Linked DNA regions of Hordeum vulgare: region 2 is linked to region 1. A link is a contact called in public Hi-C data. All regions are on one chromosome and are shown on one strand. The core of a region is the stretch at or near the end of the contact, and the rest is flanking DNA. Distances in the headings are between cores, read along the strand shown.

What was found. A called contact is a pair of places that touch in the nucleus more often than the background predicts.
Region 2: a contact with region 1 is called in a Hi-C map of leaf, with 3 times the contacts expected there. The contact joins the promoter of LOC123427726 here to the enhancer-like site in region 1. A contact is called at or near these places in 3 of 6 Hi-C or Micro-C datasets (leaf and seedling) and 1 of 1 datasets of contacts at active chromatin or transcription factors (embryo).

Annotation. Positions count from the first base shown.
Region 1 is chr2H:607,183,413-607,188,943 of MorexV3_pseudomolecules_assembly, forward strand. No RefSeq gene overlaps it. Among protein-coding and RNA genes, the nearest start is that of LOC123430763, 12 kb to the left of the region's middle. Within about 2 kb of position 2,114, at least 3 of the 3 cell types and tissues checked have open chromatin away from gene starts, as enhancers often do. A contact at or near this core is called in leaf and seedling, where this site is marked.
Region 2 is chr2H:607,224,621-607,230,151 of MorexV3_pseudomolecules_assembly, forward strand. LOC123427726 (growth-regulating factor 3-like) reads left to right here and starts at 2,629. Exons shown (of 4, transcript XM_045111843.1): 1 at 2,629-2,908; 2 at 3,034-3,278; 3 at 4,235-4,586. The coding sequence starts at 2,817.

The sequences.
Region 1 (5,531 bases), core at 864-3,363:
AAATATAGAAGTAGCATATTCATCAAGATGAAATGAAGCATACACAAAGCACGTGTAGCGTGTAAACAGGATAAGCAGGCGAAGAACAAGGTAAGTCAAGAATTTAAGATGAGAAAATTGAAAAAGTCTTCAATCAAAGTCTTCAAATAGTAACAATCAATTTCATCAGCAAGTACTCAAGGAAATGAAAGGGTTGAGGAAATAGAACGAGGAGCTCGGTGAAGACAATGATTTGATGACCCAGTTCCAACTGTTATGATAGCCGTACGTCTTGTTTGGAGTGGCTTGGTGTTTAAATCAAAGGGCACACAGTCCGAGGACACAAAATCCTTACTGTATTCTTCTTGAGCTAAGGTCACTTAGTCGCCGCCCAACACTCGTGGTAAGCCTTCAGGGCAGACTTCCAAACCCTCACAAACTCGGTCCTCCAGCAGTCCACAAATCCTCTTGGATGTTTTAGACCATGACGCCTAGCCGTTTGGAAGATACACAGTCTTCAAAGGTAACAAGCATCAGTTTCACACAGGAACAATCTCTTCAATAATGCTCAATCACTTTGGGTTTGGGGTTTTTGGAGTTTTTGGTTTTTCCTCATTAATGATTTTCACTCGAAGTCCTCGGAGGATGTTTTGCTCTCAAATGACACTTGTCAAGTTCTCTCTCGTAGGAGCCAACCAACTAGTAATTATGGGGATGGCAATTTATAGCCAGGGTGCAACCCGACATGATATGACATAAATGCCTCCGATGATATGGCCGTTATGTGGATAAGATATTTGGGACAGCTGACGCTAAGCACATCAACGGTCGGAATTTCGAACTATGAAAGTCCTCACGGCTATCATGTTCCTCACTCGTAGGCAATTCGCACTAGCGAAATCCTATCTCCTTAGTGAGAACAAATGTTCTGAGAGATGAGAAGAATATCGTCTCTGTGAGTGATGAATTTGACTGAACTATAACAGATTTTAAAAGACTTCACCCGAAGCATTGGGTATGTGTAGGCTTTGAGATGAGCATTAGTTGGAAATGTTTCTTAGTTTTACCTCGACCCCTTTGAACAGAACGGTGTTTCCTATGAGACAAAGAAAGAAAATGAAACTACGAAAAATAAAAATCTTCATGCTTCATAGTCCTTGCATCAATATCTTCAAGATCACACCAATTTATTCACTTTCAAAGTCTTCAAGAAAGTATTCAAAGTCTTCAGTTAAAGACATTCATTTTTAGGGGTCAACATCCGTCTGATAACCAAACTCCTTAGGGAACTATAGTTGTGTACACTCGTAAACACACTAGTCATTTAACCTATAAGTCTTTAATACATCAAAAATTATTAAAGGACACTAGATGCACTTACAAAATGTAAAAAAATGCAAGAAAGATTCTAAATTCGATTTGTACCGTTGTACAGAACCATCTCAAAATCGCTATGGGGCAGTCTACTAAGGCGAGCAAAATAGCCGAGCGGGTTCGGGCCAGACAGAGCTAGCTCTCGCCATAAGCGAGACATAGTTCCCACATTCAAGGATGCCTGGCATCTAACTAGTACTCCCTTGGTACCTAAATAGTTATAGTTGGAAAGAACTAAACTAGCACTCTCCAACTACAATTATTAAGGTATAAAGGAAGTACTATATTTACTTAGTAGTGATAAGACTAATTGACAACACATCCTACATATAGTTTTACTGACATTGGAATGATTTAAGACAAGATTCTTTATTGTATCAACCGCTCCACACTCCATTCTAGGGTTTGGATCCACAGACGAAGCGATCCCACGACACAGTGGTTCACACATCATTGTCACCCATAAACAGAGGATCTGGATCGTCGTACAAACGCGCTTCAGAACGGCCTACCGATCCGGTGGATCAAGCAGTACATTCAGGCAAGGGCCAGGGATCATCGTCGGGAGATAGCTAGCCTTTCCTTTCTGCACTATTGCCCCCAGGCCCGAGCGGGCGAGCCTGTCGGCGCATCGGCGGCAGCAGCCGTCGTACAGACGACGTTCCACCCAACCCAACCCAACCCAACCCAACCACCGCGAGCGAGGCAGCGGTGTAACAACCAAACTGAACTCTGCCGCCTCCTCTCCCACGACCCGCTGCCGGGCCGCCTTTGCGCCACGTGAGCCGGCCCCCGTTTTGGGCGCGCAGGCGCAGCCCATGTCCCATGTGGTGGATCGACCGTCGTGAAACGAAACGAAAGGGGGTCCATGATTCGGTGGGCCCCCCGTCTCCATTTCCAACCTGTCGCTCGTCGCCTCACGCAAGCTCGCCGCTATGGTGCTGGTGCGGTGATCGTTTGAGTGATTCCTACTTCGGCCTGTTTGGATACTCTAGCTTAGCTAGTGGTTAGAGTTAATTTATAGCTGATGAGTAACCCTAAACTAATTCTAGTCAAATAGGTGTTTGGATGAAAGGGTTAGATTGACAATAGATGCACTTTATGAAAAGAGAAAAGTGATATTTTAATGGGTCCCATGAGAACTAGCTTCAATTAGCATCTCTTGACTGGTGGTGCAGAGAGAGAAAAATATTTTTTAATGAACCTCATGAGAACTAGCTCCAATTAGCACCTTTTGGTTGGGATAGTTTTTTTGGGTGAGTTAGATGCAACTAGCTTCAATCTAATCCTTATGTTTGGATACTTTAGGGCTAGTTGAACCCAAACTAGCTCAAACTAAGAGGGTGTTTGTTTCCAGGGACTTTTTGGTGTAGGGCTAAAAAAAGTCCCATGTGAAACAAACAGGAGGGACTTTTAGGGACTAAAAATAGGTATTTGGGACTATTTGGAGAAGTCTCTATGGGAGGGTCTTTTTGAGACTTTTTGGCACTTTTTTCAACAATGCCCCTACTTTTAGCATGTCATTTAATAACTAATAATACATTACTAAGGATAACATGGTTTTTTTACATGTCATTTAATAACCTCTACTCCGTATTTAGTCCCTGAAAACAAATGGATAAGAACTAGAGACTTTTAAGTTGGGACTAAAAAAAGTCTCAGAATTTCTGAAACAAAGAGGGCCTAACTCTAGGACATGGATCCAACCAGGTCCTTCGTTCGACTGGCTTTCCATATTCGATGCATGCATGCATGCATGTTACTCATCGTTTGCTTGCTGTTGTTAACTTGGTACCGCTACTGCGTCAACAGGATCTCAAAGGGTATTAGTGAAGCTAAAACTGACACGACGATGTAATGGATCTCAAAGGTTCGGTTTGGTAATTTCAGTGTTTCTGAAAGAAAAGGCGTTAAGCTACTGATAATGCCAGCTTTAAGGGTGGGTTCAGGTGCTGTTGCCGGTGGTGGGAGCATGCATGGCATTGGCATGGGTCAGCTGCCTGCGCGCGTAGGATCTGACAGGTGCTGCTGGTACATGTCTTGTCACCCAGAAGGGATCTGGCCTCCTGACGGCCACAGCTAGCTAGGTTGGCCTAGCTGGGCGTCAATCGAGCCAGCCGCCTCCCGCCCATACTCCTGTCATCATCATCATCATCAACCACAAAGCAAAACGAGTCGTCCATCGTCGGCATTGCGGTGTGCGGTGGGACGCGCTGGATGGTCTCCCGACTCCCGTCACGGGCCAGTTTACTAGTGGTATCATCAATCCTGCATTAGGTACTGTACTATACTGTGCATGTGTATATCAGTAGGCTGTACAGTAGCTCTGAGTAAGTAAAATACAGCTACTGGGTGTAGCCTGTTCTAACGTGGAGTAATTTACCGCTGCGCTTGGAAGAAAAAAAAATCTAGTACGTTTATGATGCTACTGTGGCATCATTGATGACACAGCTGGGCTCCCGTTTCCTTGCGCCCAGCAGGCGGACATGGCGAGAAAGTCACCCCTTCCCCTTGTCATTCAATTTTATGAAAGTGGGAAGCAGGCATCGATCTCTGACCATTTGACCCGCCCAGCCCAGTCGCCGCCCTCGTAGCTTTCTCCAGCCCCCCACTTATGTACATACAGTACGTACGGTAGTACCAGTAAAAATTACAAACGAAGGTCACGGGAGGTTTTGGAGCCCGGAAGTTCAATTTCAAAAGGACAGAGCCGTTCGTGACACCAGTTTGGTTCTTCTTCATCGACGCAGATTTCCTGAGACTGTCATTCGGGCCCACTCGCCAGCGCAGCCACAGAGTCCTGAGCATGCCTCCTCTTCCCCGTGCGATCACGTGCGTGCGCTGTTCCTCGTCATCTTCCCCTCCCCTGCGCCTCCCTGTTTTTACCCCGACGCAGAGGTAGAGGTACTACGTGTTACTGTTACTGGTGGCCAGACGACTGCGGCCGGGGTCGACTGACTCGATGTACATACGTACACGGGGCCCCGCGCCACCTTTGCATTACTGTGAGGCGCAGCCACGAAGGGACCCCGCGTTCATGTGGATCTTTGCACAGATGATTCAAACACACCGAGACCCAGTCTTTCTTATCTTGTTGGTGTCCCGGGGGTTTGTGATTGATCTCCACTGTCATCCTCGCACATGGCCGGCACACGGGTTTAAGTGCGCTGCGCGTACGTACGGCGCAGTTCGCTTGGACGCCGCCTCACCCACCACGTATGCGCGTCGAGGGACACACGAAATCATTGCGCACCTATCGTTTCTTCTGCGATGTACTACCAGCGGTTGAATCCCAAAATTACTCCCTGCATCAGGTGGCTGCTGGTGGTGGCACGGGCAGGAAGCAAACGGGAGGAGGTCTGGTTCGCGACATCTTTTCTTCTGGTTTCTCCAAGCATGCGCGAGCCTCGTTTGTTGGGGATAAACAAACGCAAACCGCGGCCCAACGCGTGAGAAGAAAAAAAATCAACATTTCGCTTTTGATAAATTTTCATTTCAAATTTGGATCGCGTTTGCGATCAAACGGACAGCACGCGCCCCTTTCCTCCCTCCTTCATGGACGGTGACCCGACAAACCCCGGTGATAAGGCCGCGGCCGCACGCCTCGCGGTGAAAAAGAAAGGTCCGAGGAAGCCTCGATCTGACCGCATGTCGGAGGAGATCGTCAAACTCGACGTCGACTCGGCGAATAGAAGGGGCCAGCGGGCAAAGGCGAAGGAGTTGAAGGTGCCTGAGGCCCACGCCATCGAGGCCAGCGTGTGGCGTCAAGCGCGGCATCTTGCTGACGTCCAGAAGGAATCCATCGTCATCAAGGGACAAGCCCTTATCATGCTTGTGTGGGCACGACCAGTGCCGACCATCCTCCCGGTCGTTGCCACGGCCGCGGCAAAAACGGGTTCGTCGAGCGATCATCCTCCTTAGTTCAGGTCGCCGAACTCGTCCATCGCACCCGGTCCGTCGCCTTTCGACCATGGGCAGCGTGGTCGCTCCGGCCACGCCCATGGGTGTCATCAACCTCAATGTGACGCCGGGGTATAGTGGCGCTGGCCACACGTCCGATGGGACGCAAAGGAAGCATCCACGGTCGTTTCCGACGGCAAGCTTTGTCGGCGCCCGCAAGCTATTCAATGGAATGACACAACCAATGCCCACAGCCGAAGACCCTGATTGCTCGACGT
Region 2 (5,531 bases), core at 1,379-3,878, 42 kb after region 1:
AACAAAAATACCTTTGGGCTCCTTAAAACATGCTCCAACTATAAAAAAATAGACTGGGCATTTTTGAAGAACAAAAATCAAACCCCTTTTTTTAGATAAAATTAGGCGCTGGTTTTAAATAAAACAAAAGGCGAAAAATTAACCAGAGGGTTGCCCCAAATAAGAGGGAGTATTTTTTTGAAAGAGGAGGAACATTTTATTTGGGCAAAATTAGAAACTGGAATTGCCTCAAAAGAATTAGGAGAGGAGAGGGGAGTTTCCTATCGCACTAAAGACTCTGAGAGCATTTGAAGCACTCATAACTCAGAACACACACACGCAACAGATGATGCAAGATGCCATGATGCAAACTAAATGACGATGCAACCAACAAAATAAAATAGCCACACGACGGAAACGGAATAAAGGAGGGAATCTTCTCGAGCGTCGGTCTCGGGATGTCACACATACACACTATGGGTGAGCCACTCTTCAAGATATCTTCACAAGTCCATTGCCACCACAATGGACGACAAGCTTCAAGCATGATATCTTCGTGATGATCCACTTAAACTTGCACATCGCAATCTTGATGACGATCACCACTTGACATAATTCTCCATGGGTTGTATGAGATCTTCCTCTTGACGCAAGCCCATGGAAACACACCTAACCCCACATAGAACTCTCATAAAGACCATGGGTTAGTACACAAACACGTAATGAAAAATGGTTACCATACCATGGGATCACTTGATCCCCGTCGGTACATCTTGTACGCTTTGTGTGTTGATCATCTTGATTTACTCTTTGTCTGACGATCTGGATCAACCTTGTGTCTCTATGACCATTCTTTGGATAATACCTTGAATACCACCTTGGTCATCATATAACTCCTTGAACCCAACAGATGGACTTCAAGAAGTGCCTATGGACAAATCATATAAATATAACTTAAGGCAACCATTAGTCCATAGGAATTGTCATCAATTACCAAACCACATATGGGGAGATATGCTGTAACACTATTTGTTATTCGTGTTGGCTATGATTCAGAACTACTTAGTATTGTCGAACTAGTTGGTCTTTGCTGTGTTAAACTAGTTGCTGCCAATTTGTTATGTGTGACAATGTAAACCGGTTTGATATGTTCAGTGTGATGAACTATTTGTTCTTTGTGTGCAAATGAAGTATCTTTCGAGGTGTGATGCATACTAAAATGTGTGTGATCTGCATACTTTTCATTTGCCAACTATTGAATTGTTGTGCCAAATTTCTTGAATTGGCACATGGAGAGTATGGCGTCTTGGTGACCCAACTCCATGAAGCATATTATTTGAAAACAAATTCAAACTTCAAACTTTCTAAACTGAAAAAAATCCAAAAAAAGATAAGCAACTATACAAGGATGAAATGTATATGTGTGTAAAAATTCAGGATAAAATACGTTTAAATGCAACCTCTACAAAAAAGTCAATTTTTTGGATTTTAAGGATGAATAGTATCATTATTATTTTTGACTTGGAACTGTAAGGGTAACACCCCACGGCAAAAACTTTTATTCCCAAAACTTATACAATATATACGCATGAGGTAAAAAGAGAAAAGGAACTAAAAAAGTACAGATGTAGAAAAGTACAAGACTCACCTCAAGGAGGTAAAAAGGAGATCCATCTAAGCATATCATCCTTAAACTTAACTTTAATCCTATGAGCTAAAGAGACATATTATGGATAAAAGTGGCTCTCCACCTCCTGAAAGAGGGCCTGATATTCCTGAAGACTCTATCATTTCTAACAGTCCAGATGTTCCAACAGGTCATGAACACAATCTCAGCAAAGAAAGGTTTTTGGAAGTCCCGTGTGGCAGCAAAAGCAATCTCAGCCATATTGTCACTAGCAGGCCATGAGATCTGAAGATAATTCCACACCCTCCAACTGAAGTTATAAAGTGCCTCAGATTTATCTTTTTCTACACAGCCCTCACTTTAACAGATTTGTCCTGAAAATTTACACACATGTACATTATGACTCCATGTATGTGTGTACTTTTTTTTAGAATTATAAAAAATATGTATTTTGGCAAATTCTGAATTTTGTAAAAAGGCCTCCATGAAGCTCGGTCTTCAAAAGCAATTTTCGCTTGAATTGAAACTATAAAGTTCAAATAAGTTTTTCAGACCCTACCGTCATACACCTTGACGGTAGAATGTGAAACCCTACCATTATATAAACGAATTCCCGTTACAACAACTTTACACACGAGGTCAGACTCCTACCGCCATAGTTCCTAATGGTAAGGTCTTGCATCCTATCGTCTTATACTTGGCGGTACGGCCGTTACGCCACGTGAGCCCTTCGGCTGGCAGTTGACGGCCGCTGTTGTTACTCGACTGTCAGATACCTATAAACCTATCGCCAACCTGTGTAACAATGAAAAACGGTCAAATCCCGAAAAAATTTCGAAGCAGGATCGCATCCTGCTAAACTTTTGACAAATGGTCAAAACACGAAATTTTTGCCGCTCGTTGTGCCTCTGTAAGCTGGAAGCCTACGGTGTCGGCCTCACCCCCCACACGGTGCTGCCGCTGCTGCGCCCATCGCCAGCGCTTCACGCTATATATCCACCCCGTCGTCGTGTGAGTCTCACCAGGCAGATCGAGCCCTGCGCAGCGAGGGGAAAGAGACACACACAGCGCCACCAGGCAAGTAGTAGTAAAAGGCAAAAGCACGGCACATTAAAAGAGAGGCCAGCCCAGCCCCGGACCGGACCGGAGCCAAGCAGCAGCCGCAGCCGCAGCCGCAGCAGAGGAGAGAGAGAGGGAGGGAGAAGCATATATGGCGATGCCCTTTGCCTCCCTGTCGCCGGCAGCCGACCACCACCGCTCCTCCCCCATCTTCCCCTTCTGCCGCTCCTCCCCTCTCTACTCGTAAGCCGGCCGGCCGGCCGGCCAACCGCCTCACTTCTTTCTTCGTATCTGCTTCCATCTTAGCTCGAGGGGTTCGCTAATGCGGTGACCGTCTCCGGCGCCTGTGTTGTGTTCCGTGTGTGCAGGGTAGGGGAGGAGGCGGCGCATCAGCATCCTCATCCTCAGCAGCAGCAGCAGCAGCACGCGATGAGCGGCGCGCGGTGGGCGGCGAGGCCGGCGCCCTTCACGGCGGCGCAGTACGAGGAGCTGGAGCAGCAGGCGCTCATCTACAAGTACCTCGTCGCCGGCGTCCCCGTCCCGCAGGACCTCCTCCTCCCCATCCGCCGCGGCTTCGAGACCCTCGCCTCGCGCTTCTACCACCACCACGCCCGTACGTACCCCATCCCTTCCTCCTCCTACCCCGGCCAGGAGTAGTACTTGCTTTTTTGCATTCGCCATGCGATTTGCCCGGTTGTTTATTCGGATCGAGCACTTGCTTTTGCATTCGCCATGCGATTTGCCCGGCTTGTTTATTGGGATCGAGAGATTCAGGTGTGCTCGACCCCCATCCCATGATTCCCATCTCTTTGTTAATTGCTCCGGTCATTTGTTAATCCCTCCCCGGATTTGGCCGAGCAAAAGTCTCATTATTCTAATCCGAGCAAGCCTCGTGCCCCTGTTCAAAGATTTGCTCCTACCATCACCACCTACCACCATCCAGCAAGCATCCCCTGCCTCGCCGGGTCTTTTAATTTACTTGGGATTTCATTCTCATGTCATGTCATGTGCTATGATTTGATTAGATGGCGCTAGTCGAGTCTTGGGTTAGTTTCCATTGGTCCTTCCGTGGCAAGGGGGTTATTCCTGTCTGGTTGTTGGGAGCCTCACCCACGCATTCACTCGCTCGCTCGCTGGTCATGTCCTGCCACGGCCGATCTCACCGATCCATCCTGCATCGCATCACATGGACCCCCGACGAAAAAGATCGGCAATCAACCACGCACAGCTCCTCCTTTCCCCGGAAATTATTTCGCATACGTCCTTCCTTCCTTCGTTCCTTCCTTCTTGCGGGGTAAATGATTGGTTTGGTGGGGTGGGCACACAGATAGATCCAGGACGAGGACGACCGCCTTCGTCCGTCCCTCCGGCCGGCCGGCGTCATGATTGATTGCTACCTGCTACGGCCTTGGACTGGACGCGTCTCCGTTCTTCCGATCTCGCGTCTCCTCCTGAGTTGATTTCTTGGTCCCTCCGGATGAGCACCGACACATTCCAAGTGCGTACAGATGTATGGGGTATTTATCATGAAAAAGCATTCTTGACGTGGGTGTTTTTCGTTGTTTGCAGTTGGGTACGGGTCCTACTTCGGGAAGAAGCTGGATCCGGAGCCGGGGCGGTGCCGGCGGACGGACGGCAAGAAGTGGCGGTGCTCCAAGGAGGCCGCTCAGGACTCCAAGTACTGCGAGCGCCACATGCACCGCGGCCGCAACCGTTCAAGAAAGCCTGTGGAAACGCAGCTCGTCGCCAGCTCCCACTCCCAGTCCCAGCAGCACGCCACCGCCGCCTTCCACAACCACTCGCCGTATCCGGCGATCGCCACTGGCGGTGGCTCCTTCGCCCTGGGGTCTGCTCAGCTGCACATGGACACTGCTGCGCCTTACGCGACGACCGCCGGTGCTGCCGGAAACAAAGATTTCAGGTGACCTCTTCTCTGCATATACTCTGCTGCCGTCGTGTTGATTAGTTTTTTTTTTTAACCTAGTCGTTGGTGTCAGGGGCGTTGAGGTGGCCGATAACATGCGATGTTCCCATTTTTGTGCTTGATTGCATCAGTAGACAGTAGAGCATGTGTTGATCAGACTAGTACCAGTGCTCTTCTGACACTGTTAGTATGATCTGTGCTCGCTTAGGTAATTGCTTGCTTTGCAGTTTCTGGCCATGCTTCCTTAGCCTGGGAAGATTGCGAAACAGAGAGGTGCTCTGCTCTGCTCTGATGCAAGTTCAGAGCAGAGTGTTCTAAACTAGATTCACACGCATAGAACTTTATCTGAGTTTTATGCTCAGAGCCTGCTCTCTGTTCCTGCTCCATCTTAGGCCTGGCATTTATTTTGCTCCTTTTTCCCTCTGCTGAACCCTGTTTCTTTCCTCTTGTTTGGGTCTGCACTTAGAAAAAATAACGCCTGTTCTGCTCCAGCAAAACTTACCTGTTTCTGCCTTTCTCGTCGGGGACGCCTCATCTCATTCTACGCCTGAAACCATCTGAAAAGGCTAGCATGATTATTGAAGCCCATCACCTTTTGCAATCCATCCTCTAGCTTTTATTTTTAGTTTCATCAGAACTTTGTGATGAGTTACCAGCAATGTCCCTTTGCCCAAGCTCTGTCATTGTAGTAGTAGGGTTACCTGCGGGGCAGTCAGCACATGCATGATGCTGCATTTCTGCCAATCATGTTTGCTTGGATGTCTGGCTTCCTATTTTTGTTTTGTTTTGTTTTTCTCCTGTCACGAGCTCCTGCTTTAAAATGTGCAGCAACAATTGCTAGCATGTCCCTTTTGTTTTGTCTACTACTCCTAGTAGACAAGTTTAGAGGTAACGTGAAGCATACCGTATATCCAAGATCATTGCTGTCCAATAAGTTTCAGA